Regions from separate parts of the Mus musculus genome. Here regions 2 and 3 are each linked to region 1. A link is a contact called in public HiChIP or PLAC-seq and promoter capture Hi-C data. All regions are on one chromosome and are shown on one strand. The core of a region is the stretch at or near the end of the contact, and the rest is flanking DNA. Distances in the headings are between cores, read along the strand shown. Region 1 holds the start of Sapcd1 (suppressor APC domain containing 1). Region 2 holds the start of Ring1 (ring finger protein 1). Region 3 holds the start of B3galt4 (UDP-Gal:betaGlcNAc beta 1,3-galactosyltransferase, polypeptide 4).

What was found. Promoter capture Hi-C pulls out the DNA fragments that hold promoters and counts their contacts. HiChIP or PLAC-seq counts read pairs in DNA pulled down with a chosen protein or histone mark.
Region 2: a contact with region 1 is called in a FOXA1 HiChIP or PLAC-seq map of pancreatic cancer cells. The contact joins the promoter of Ring1 here to the promoter of Sapcd1 in region 1. A contact is called at or near these places in 3 of 39 promoter capture datasets (hippocampal neurons, neural stem cells and neutrophils), 4 of 115 datasets of contacts at active chromatin or transcription factors (craniofacial prominence, embryonic forebrain, microglia and 1 more) and 1 of 9 other capture datasets (liver).
Region 3: a contact with region 1 is called in a promoter capture Hi-C map of neutrophils, with 5 times the contacts expected there. The contact joins the promoter of B3galt4 here to the promoter of Sapcd1 in region 1. A contact is called at or near these places in 7 of 39 promoter capture datasets (the C10 cell line, the HPC-7 cell line, cranial neural crest and 4 more) and 1 of 9 other capture datasets (liver).

Annotation. Positions count from the first base shown.
Region 1 is chr17:35,026,590-35,029,289 of GRCm38.p6, forward strand. Sapcd1 (suppressor APC domain containing 1) reads right to left here and starts at 1,427. Exons shown (of 4, transcript NM_023893.4): 1 at 1,208-1,427; 2 at 855-995; 3 at 105-197. The coding sequence starts at 1,321. It overlaps Msh5 (mutS homolog 5), which reads right to left. Exons shown (of 25, transcript NM_001146215.2): 24 at 2,607-2,680; 25 at 2,016-2,263. The coding sequence ends at 2,152. It overlaps Gm52318 (a long non-coding RNA gene), which reads left to right and starts at 959. Exons shown (of 2, transcript XR_003952415.1): 1 at 959-1,047. Vwa7 (von Willebrand factor A domain containing 7) reads left to right here. Exons shown (of 17, transcript NM_138582.1): 17 at 1-152.
Region 2 is chr17:34,023,299-34,026,173 of GRCm38.p6, forward strand. It overlaps Ring1 (ring finger protein 1), which reads right to left and starts at 1,382. Exons shown (of 7, transcript NM_009066.3): 1 at 1,212-1,382; 2 at 991-1,120; 3 at 1-155. The coding sequence starts at 1,068. Mir219a-1 (microRNA 219a-1) reads right to left here and starts at 1,794; the gene lies at 1,685-1,794. It overlaps Mir219c (microRNA 219c), which reads left to right and starts at 1,714; the gene lies at 1,714-1,773. H2-Ke6 (H2-K region expressed gene 6) reads right to left here. Exons shown (of 9, transcript NM_013543.2): 9 at 2,735-2,875.
Region 3 is chr17:33,950,171-33,952,870 of GRCm38.p6, forward strand. B3galt4 (UDP-Gal:betaGlcNAc beta 1,3-galactosyltransferase, polypeptide 4) reads right to left here and starts at 1,318. Exons shown (of 1, transcript NM_019420.2): 1 at 1-1,318. The coding sequence starts at 1,092. It overlaps Rps18 (ribosomal protein S18), which reads right to left. Exons shown (of 5, transcript NM_011296.3): 3 at 2,233-2,421; 4 at 2,051-2,142; 5 at 1,828-1,948. The coding sequence ends at 1,873.

The DNA of each region.
Region 1 (2,700 bases), core at 177-2,676:
GACTGTGTGGGAGTCAGCCAGTGCATATGGACGAGGCTAAATCAGTACGACTCCAAAAGCCCCGTCCGTCCCCGAAGTCTAGAAATTAAAACTAATAAACTCACCTTGTGAATCAGACTGTGCAGACAAGCATTCACCTTTTGAATCCGGGTTAGCAGAGGGGCATCAGTCTCTGAATGCAAGTCCATCAGAAAGTCCTAGGCAGGGTTGGAGGGTGACCGAGTGCTGGAGACAGGTCCTCCTGCCACTTCCTCACCACGGGCCACTCTTCTCATCAGATTCCCTTCTCCCAGAACCCTTCCAGACAGATGGAAAGGCCAGCCCTCTCTCTCCACCTCCATCTTTTTTTTTTTTTGGTTTTTGGAGACAGGGTTTCTCTGTAGCCCTGGCTGTCCTGGAACTCACTCTGTAGACCAGGCTGGCCTCGAACTCAGAAATCTGCCTGCCTCTGCCTCCCAAGTGCCGGGATTAAAGGCGTGGGCCACCACTCCACCTCCATCTCTTAAAATTGCAGTCAGTTCCTTTCAAACTACCTGGAACCCCACCCCCACCCTGGAACCCCACCCCCACTCCTGTTCCTTATGGGTCTTCTCCCCCCCCCCCCCCCCCCGCCCAGTGAGAGACACCCAGGCCACTCTCTGATTCTCTGTGGGGTGCTCAGATGGAGTCCCTCTGAATGGAATGCAGACCACTTCTTCCAGCACAATGAACACTGGTGGCTGTCCTGTCATTTCCAATGCTATTCCAGTTCATGTGCCCTGCCCGTTAACCCTCCCCTTCCCAGAGCAGCCTTTGAGGTCCACGTGCTCCCTGCTTCTCCCTCCCCAGCCCGTGCACAGATGGCTGCCCCCTACCTCGCCAAGGGCCCCCAGCTGCAGCTGCCGTTGCTGGGTCTCCCTCAGCCGGTCTGCGAACCAGGCCTGGCCATGCTCCAGCAGCTCCAGGCCCTGCCACAGAGCATCTTGTTCCCTCTCCAGAGCCTGCATCATCTGCAGCTGGCTTAGAGGAGACACAGGCCAAAACGACTCACTCCCAGCAGGACCCTAGGTATGGCAATCTCCTCTAAAGGGCTCACTATCTGATCACTAAGGATTTGAATAACAAAGGAATACAGAGGGAAAGTCTGTGGGTCCTCAGTTGAGAGGAAATATATGCAGGGTACATCATGGGAGGGGATGTCCCAAGACTGAGTTGGTCTCGCACTCACCCAGAGGAAGAAGTTCTGGGCTCCTGGGTCTTGGCGGCTTGTCCCCAGTGGTAGCAGCAGAACAGTGTAGGGCGCTTGCACCAGGGGTGGCCCACCAGGACCTGGGCTCTCCATGGCTCTAAAGTAGGAAGGGCGGAGCCGGGGCTGGTCCCTCCCCAACCCATCTTCTACCCATCCTGCCTTGTCTTTCAGCCTGTGAGGCCAGGATAATTCTTAAGGCAACAGATAGCTTCCCTTAAACTGTGTGTCAACCTTCATTTTTGTTTTTGTGGTTTTTGTTTTGTATAGTCTGTTGGAAGTAGCTTGTCCTCATTGAGTCCCAAGGACAGAATCTAAATTTATTTAAAGTTTTATTTAGAGTCAGGGTCTCCCTGTGTAGCCTAGCTAGCCTGGAACTCACTATATAGACCAGGCTGGCCTCAAACTCAGAGCTCCACCTGCCTTTGTCTTCCCAGTGGTAGAATTAAAGGTCTGCACCATCGTACCTGCATTTATTTATTTATACCACCATTCCTGACTAAATGTAATTATCTACTTGTTAGTTTATGTGTATGTGTGTGTCCATGAGCTTATGTGTATTCCATGTGTCCCAGAGCCCCTGAGACTAGAAGAGGGTGTAAGATCCCTTGGAACTGGAGTGACACACAGATGTGACCCACCATGTGGTTCTTGGAACCAAAGCCACTTTCTCTGCAAGAGCAGTCAGTGCCTCTAATCACTGAGCATCTGCCCAGCCCAACTGTCACTATATTTGAGTGACTTCCCCCTGTCCCAGCTGATGTCCTGTTGGGTGACCTAAGGAAACACCTTGATCTAAAATAAGCTTTATTCCTAGCACAAGACACAATGTGCAAACTGAGAACTCTGCAGTAAGGGAAAAAAAAAAACCCGAAAAGGCATGGTAGGCCCCGGGGCTCAGGTAGCTGGGAGGCGAGGGAGGACTCTCAGAGGATGGTGGGAGCAGCGGGCAGCACTTCCTGACTAATGAAAATGTCCAGGTCCAGGGTGGGATCCTCCAAGTCCAGTTTTAGAAACGTATCCACCAGTGCCTGGCAGCTGCAGGAGAGACAGAACAGTGTGGCTGCTGGGTCGCCAACTCCCTATGCAGACAGAGGGGAGGGTCTGTGCGGGAAACTGCAGCCTTGGAGAGCCAAGCGTTTCAAAAGCAGCCATGGATACTGAGTTGGTTTTGTTTGTCGTTTTCTGACAAGGTCTTGCTATGTAGCTCAGGCTGGCCTTGAACACCAGGCTTACAGGCACGTGCCCGTGCCACACCTGACTTGGTGAGGAGAAGGAGGAGGAGGAGGAGGAGGAAGAGAGCACGGGGCTGCAGAAAGATGGCTGGGGCCAGGTGAGGGAGAACACAGGAGCTGTGGGGAGCATGGCAGGCCCCACTCACTTTTCCATTTGGTTCCTCCTCAGAAGCTCATTCGTGGCCTTGATGGGTTTCCCACTGCGGATCAAGTCTGAGACCTAGCACAGAGGCACAGGGA
Region 2 (2,875 bases), core at 132-2,631, 1.0 Mb before region 1:
CGCAGGGCGGTGACGATGCAGTCCGAGCAGAACCTATGCAGGCACTCCTTGGTGGTCATTGTGTTCTTCAGCATGTCCAGGCAGATGGGACACATGAGCTCAGAATGCAGTGACCGAGGCGAAACCGCAATCTCTGTACCATCCATGATGGCTTCCTGGGTCATCAGAAGGTGGCAGTGGGTTGGGGGAAGGGGACTTTAGAGGCAAGCTTTGAGAAAGGTAAGAACCTGGACAGCCATGCTGACCAAACTGATGGGAATTCTGGGATGGAGGAGACCAATGACTTGGAGATTACCAGAACAGAAGGGATGAGGGCCCATTTACAAGGAGTTTTGAAACAGAAAGGCCAGGGTTTGTTGAGAGGACTAGGGCTGGGAATGGCACAGATCTATGGGTTGGAGGATATTTATGCTACAAGACTTCTTCATTTTTTGTTTGCTGTTTTCAAGACAGGGTCTCCATATGCATGTATTCCTGGCAGGCCTCTAAGCAGGCTGACCTCAAACTTAAGAGATCCACCTGTCCTGGCTTCAGGAGTGCTGGGGTTAAAGGCCTTCGCCATCACATCCGGCCTCAACAGGCTTTCTTAAAACTCTAAAGAGCAAGACTACCTAGACTAGAAGTTCAGGGTGTCTGTCAAACAGATTCCGATGTCGTCCCAGCGCACGTGAGTCAGAAAACTGGAGAGGGAATTATATTTAAGCTCGCAGGATGAATATATATATGTGTACATTGACATGTGGCTGTTGAGATGGGACAGGGCCGGGACGGTAAGTTCTGTTTACCGTGCTTCAATTAAAACGGTGATATCTGCTGTACCTCGCTGCCATGGCCACTTTGAGGGGTTAAATCGGATCAAATGAGGTAGGTGTTTTAGTGCTTTGAGAAGATAAAAGGTGATTCAAAGACAGAGTCGGGCCAAGAGTAGTGTGGCAGGGAGGGAGAGGGCTGGTGGGAGGGGGTAAGCTGGGGCTGGAAGATCCCTGTCACCTGCGGGGTCCGGTGCAGCTCATAGAGACTCAGTTCCCACGTTTTGCTGGCATTCTGTGCATTCGCCGGCGTCGTCATGGTGACGGGGCACAGACCCTCCCCCTCCAAGCGGGGCTCCGCTGAGAGAGGTCTGCGGAAGGGGGTGGGGGGAGACGCTGTCGGGGCCGCCCCTCTGCAGACCCCGCCCCCTGACCCTGGGCGTGCGCCCCGCGGCCCCTCACCCAGCTCCGGCCTTCGCGCTGCCCTGCTGCGGGCCTCTCCCCAGGAACCCCGGGGCTCCGCTGCCCTGGTCCGCTCGGTCCGCAGCTGCCACTCACGCCGCAACCCTTGCTGCCACCGCCACCGCCGCCATGGCCTGGGCGCCGAGGCTCGACGTCACTTCCGCCCTCCCTGTATCCCACCCCGCGACGGAGACGTCACCGCCCTCGCGCGCCACGCGCGCCGTGGAACCGGGTTCCCCCTCCCCCGCCGGGCGCGCGGTGAGCCGGCCCGGTGGGTGCTGGTGCATGTGGAGAGCCCGAGGGCGGAGGATCCCCTCCGTGGCGCTGATCCCCAACTTCTCTCAAGCCGGGCCTGAGAACCCCGGAAAGCCGGCCGCAGCTGCACCTCTGCTGCTGGGTGCGCGCCCTGAGATCCTAGGGCTGCGGCGGGGTCCCGGGTGTCCGGGGACCGTCCCGCGCTCCGCCCGGCCTCTCCCCCTCGAGGTTTGGGGGCGGCGGCTCGGGACGTCCAGACGCAACTCTCGGCCGGAGCCAGAGACTCGAGAATTGCGTTTGGACAATCAGGAGCCGCGGCCCGGGACGGGGAGAGAAGCGCATCGGAGGCACCGGGGATAGAGACGCCGCGCGGAAGCGGGGACACCAGATGGGGCGGGCCCCTGGGGGGAGTCGGGGAGCACACGAGTGAATGTCTGGCGTGGGAAAGTAGGCAAAGCCACTCCGGGACTCGGAGTGAAGGAAGCGGACGAGAAGGAGAGAGAAGGAGAAGGAGCAGGGCCATACCGGTTGAGAGCCGGTTCAGAGTCGGGAATAAGGGGCACAGAGGAAGAGACCGTGATGGGTATTCGTCCCCCCCGCCAGCCTGTGCAGCGGCTGCCAGGGGGTGTCCTATCTCTGGGACAAGTTAGCAGTGGGTCCCCTCGCCCCCCAACCCAGTTACCCCCTACTTCCCTGTTCTCTCCTTCAGTCCGTGGCCAGTCCTTATGTGGGCACCAGAGTCGATTAGCAAGGACCCCCTCCCCTTCCTCCTCCTCCCAGCCCCCTCCTTCTGCTCTCCTCCAGCCCCTTTCATCGGCTAGTCCATTCCCCTAATCCTGGCCCCCTCCCCTAATCCCCCCCATCCGACCCCAGGCCGGCTGCAGCTATTGTAAGGTGGAGAGAAGGGAGGGGAAAAGAGAAAGGAGGGGTGGGGGAGGGCCACCTGTTCCAAGACCCCCTTCCAAGGCCAGACTGGACACCAGGATGGGGCCAAGAACAAATCACCCTTGGGGTCCATAAGGAACTCGGGGAATGGGGGTGGGTGACTGGTGCTGCAGAACCAATGAGAGGGGGTGGGGGCAGAATCCCCTCCCTCTGAAAAGACCCAGAGTGTCACGCATACACAGTGACATACACTCTTTCCTCTCACACCCGGCGGCGGGGGTTGCCCTGGGAGACCAGGCAGTGAAAGGGAACAATCCCTGGAAAGGGGAGAGAGGGGGAGGTGGGGAAGGGTCTGAGGGCTTGGACACAAGAAGAACCGGAGGTGGCAGGGAAGAGGATTTGGAATTTATTAGGGTCACAAGCACCCCTGCCTTCCATATTCAGCATGCCTGAGCCACACACTGCCATCTCTTTTGTAGCCTGGGAACTTAGCGTCCTCATCAGCAGGAGGGCCAGGCAGTGGT
Region 3 (2,700 bases), core at 68-2,567, 1.1 Mb before region 1:
CCGGCACCTCAAGGTACCCAGAAATCCCTGGAGCCAGGAGCAAAAGGGTGCAGTCCTCTCCCCATTCATGCCGCTCACCAGCTTCCAAGCTTCCTGCATTTGCCAGGGATCCACCTTGTGGGATGTCAGCAGGAACTTCCCGTAACAGCACCGATCCAAGGGGTAGTGGGTAGCACCAGCCAATTTGACACAGTGTGTGGGGGCAAGGCCCCCTCGCCTTGCACTTACTCCCACAAAGACATCCTCTAGAGGTAGAGGTGGGGCCCGGCTGGCCACCTTCAGGATGAGCTGCACAGCAGAGATGGACAGTACATATCCTGTGCCCGAGGCATAGGGTGGAAAAGGACCCCAGTTTTCCGGCCACAGTTCTTCTGACACATGGTGCCGGGACTCTGGTGTCCGAGTGGGTCTCACCCTCCAGTGCACCCTGCCTAAATACAGAAGGGGCACTGCCTGGCCTCTGTGCTCTTCATGGATAGCTGTTGTCTCTTCCTGGGCCTCTTTGCCCTTCTGCCATTGCTCCGAAGGCCCCCCTCTTTGTATCAGCTCTGACACCAGCTCTGGGACGTTGACATACACGTCATCATCCGTCTTGAGGATGTAGCGGGCCATAGGACAGTATTTGTTCACCCAGTTCAGTCCACTGAGGGTCTTGAGGGTGAGGTTGCGGTAGGAATCCTGGAAGGAGGCCTGCAAGATATCCCTGTGTGCTGCTGACTCTGAGGACAGGTCAGCAAGCTGCTGTCTTCTAGGTTTTCCCAGGAGGAAGAGCGTCTGCACTCTGAAACCCCGGGCTTCGCGGATGGCACCCCAAGATGCCCGAATGGCGTTTCTCTGGTTCAGGTGCTCCGGGGCCGTACACACCAGGATGAGCAGGAAGGGAGGGGGTCCGGAGCCACCACAGGCATGAGAGTTAGAAATCAAGAGGCGGGGCAGGGCGAGGGGCGGTCCTGGCGAGGCTGGGGCCGGCAGCAGGGATGCCAGGGACAGGCTCAGCAGCTCCTCCCCCAAGCCTGAAGGTCCAAACAGGGTCCAGATGATCACCAGTAGTAGGACCGCCAGGAGGACGCGCCGGAAGAGGCTGAGGGGCATGGCGTGCCGCAGAGACCTGTGGGCACAGCTGTTAGAGCGTGGGGAGGTGGGAGGACGGCTTTAACCAGCTGCTGCTGAGGAGACGCGGTGACCCATGCGCGGGGCTCTGGCGCATCACAGATGCTGTTCTCCAGATGCTGTCGTGCAATGCGGCCCTGGCCCACCACAGCTGGCCCCGGAAGGCTTCGTTTCCCTAGCTAGCGTGCACGCGGAACTCCGCTCCATCCCGCCCCTCCCCGCACCTTCCCATCATGCCTCTCTAGGCCGGAAGCCGACAAGCGGCGTGCATTTCACATAGGTCCAGCCCTTCCCGGTCCGTCCCTACTGTAAAGCACGCGGAATACCAGGCTGCTTTTCTAGAGCAGCCAGCATCTGCTGTTAACTCACCCGAGCAGCAGCATCTGGCGGAGCTGTAGCCACTTCACAACAGCTTAGCACGGCTACGGCAGGAGACTCAATTGAAGCCTGCCCAAGCTTCCCCTGGAGGTTTTCAACACCGGCTGCCCCACCTTTAACAGTGGTTGCCGCCCAGTTTGCTGCACCTAAGGCAGTCTCCTTGTGAACACCCAACAGAAAGGGAGGAGCAAACACCAGCAGGAGCCTATGAGGGACATTTCCGTTCAAGTGCACCAAGAGCACTGTACCCAGAAGGCACCTGCAGCCAGATTAAACTACCAGAGCTCAGGATCGCTGTGGCATTAAGTACTATCAGATGGAAGACAAACTGAGACGGAGGTCATAGGTATATAAACTATTTATTAACAGCAAAGGCCCAGAGACTCATTTCTTCTTGGATACACCCACAGTTCGGCCCCTGCGGCCAGTGGTCTTGGTGTGCTGACCGCGGACACGAAGGCTGCAGAAGAAAAAGATACAGGTCACAGAGCAGCAGGAGGCGAGCCGGTGGACTGTGCAGCCTGATTGGGAGTGGGCAGCTTAAGCCTCATCACCCACTTACCCCCAAAAGTGGCGCAGCCCTCTATGGGCTCGAATTTTCTTCAGCCTCTCCAGGTCCTCACGCAGCTTGTTGTCTAGACCGTTGGCCAGAACCTAGATTTTGAGACAGGGGAGACAACTTTATCTCCTGATTCTGCACCCAGTTTTAACGGACAACCCGTGTCCACCAGTCCCCTAACACACCTGGCTGTACTTCCCATCCTTCACATCCTTCTGTCTGTTCAGGAACCAGTCTGGGATCTTGTACTGTCGTGGGTTCTGCATGATGGTGATCACTCGCTCCACCTCATCCTCCGTGAGTTCTCCAGCCCTCTTGGTGAGGTCGATGTCTGCTTTCCTCAACACCACATGAGCATATCTCCGCCCCACGCCCTGAGGTCAAAAGTTTGGGCTATTAGACTTTTGTTTTTAAAGATCTGAGTACAGAGTTTTCAGAGATACCAGAGGGTATCAGAATCCATTACAGATGGTTGTGAGCCACCATGTGGTCACTGGGAGCCTCTGGAAGAAGTCATAGCTTTTAACAGCTGGATTCTCTCTCTAGCCCAGTCTATTTGTGTCTTATGTTTGCCTGCATTGTATGTCTGTGTGTCTGTGGCACACTGACCAGAGGCCAGAAGGCGCTGATGTTCTGGAACTGGAGTTAATGGT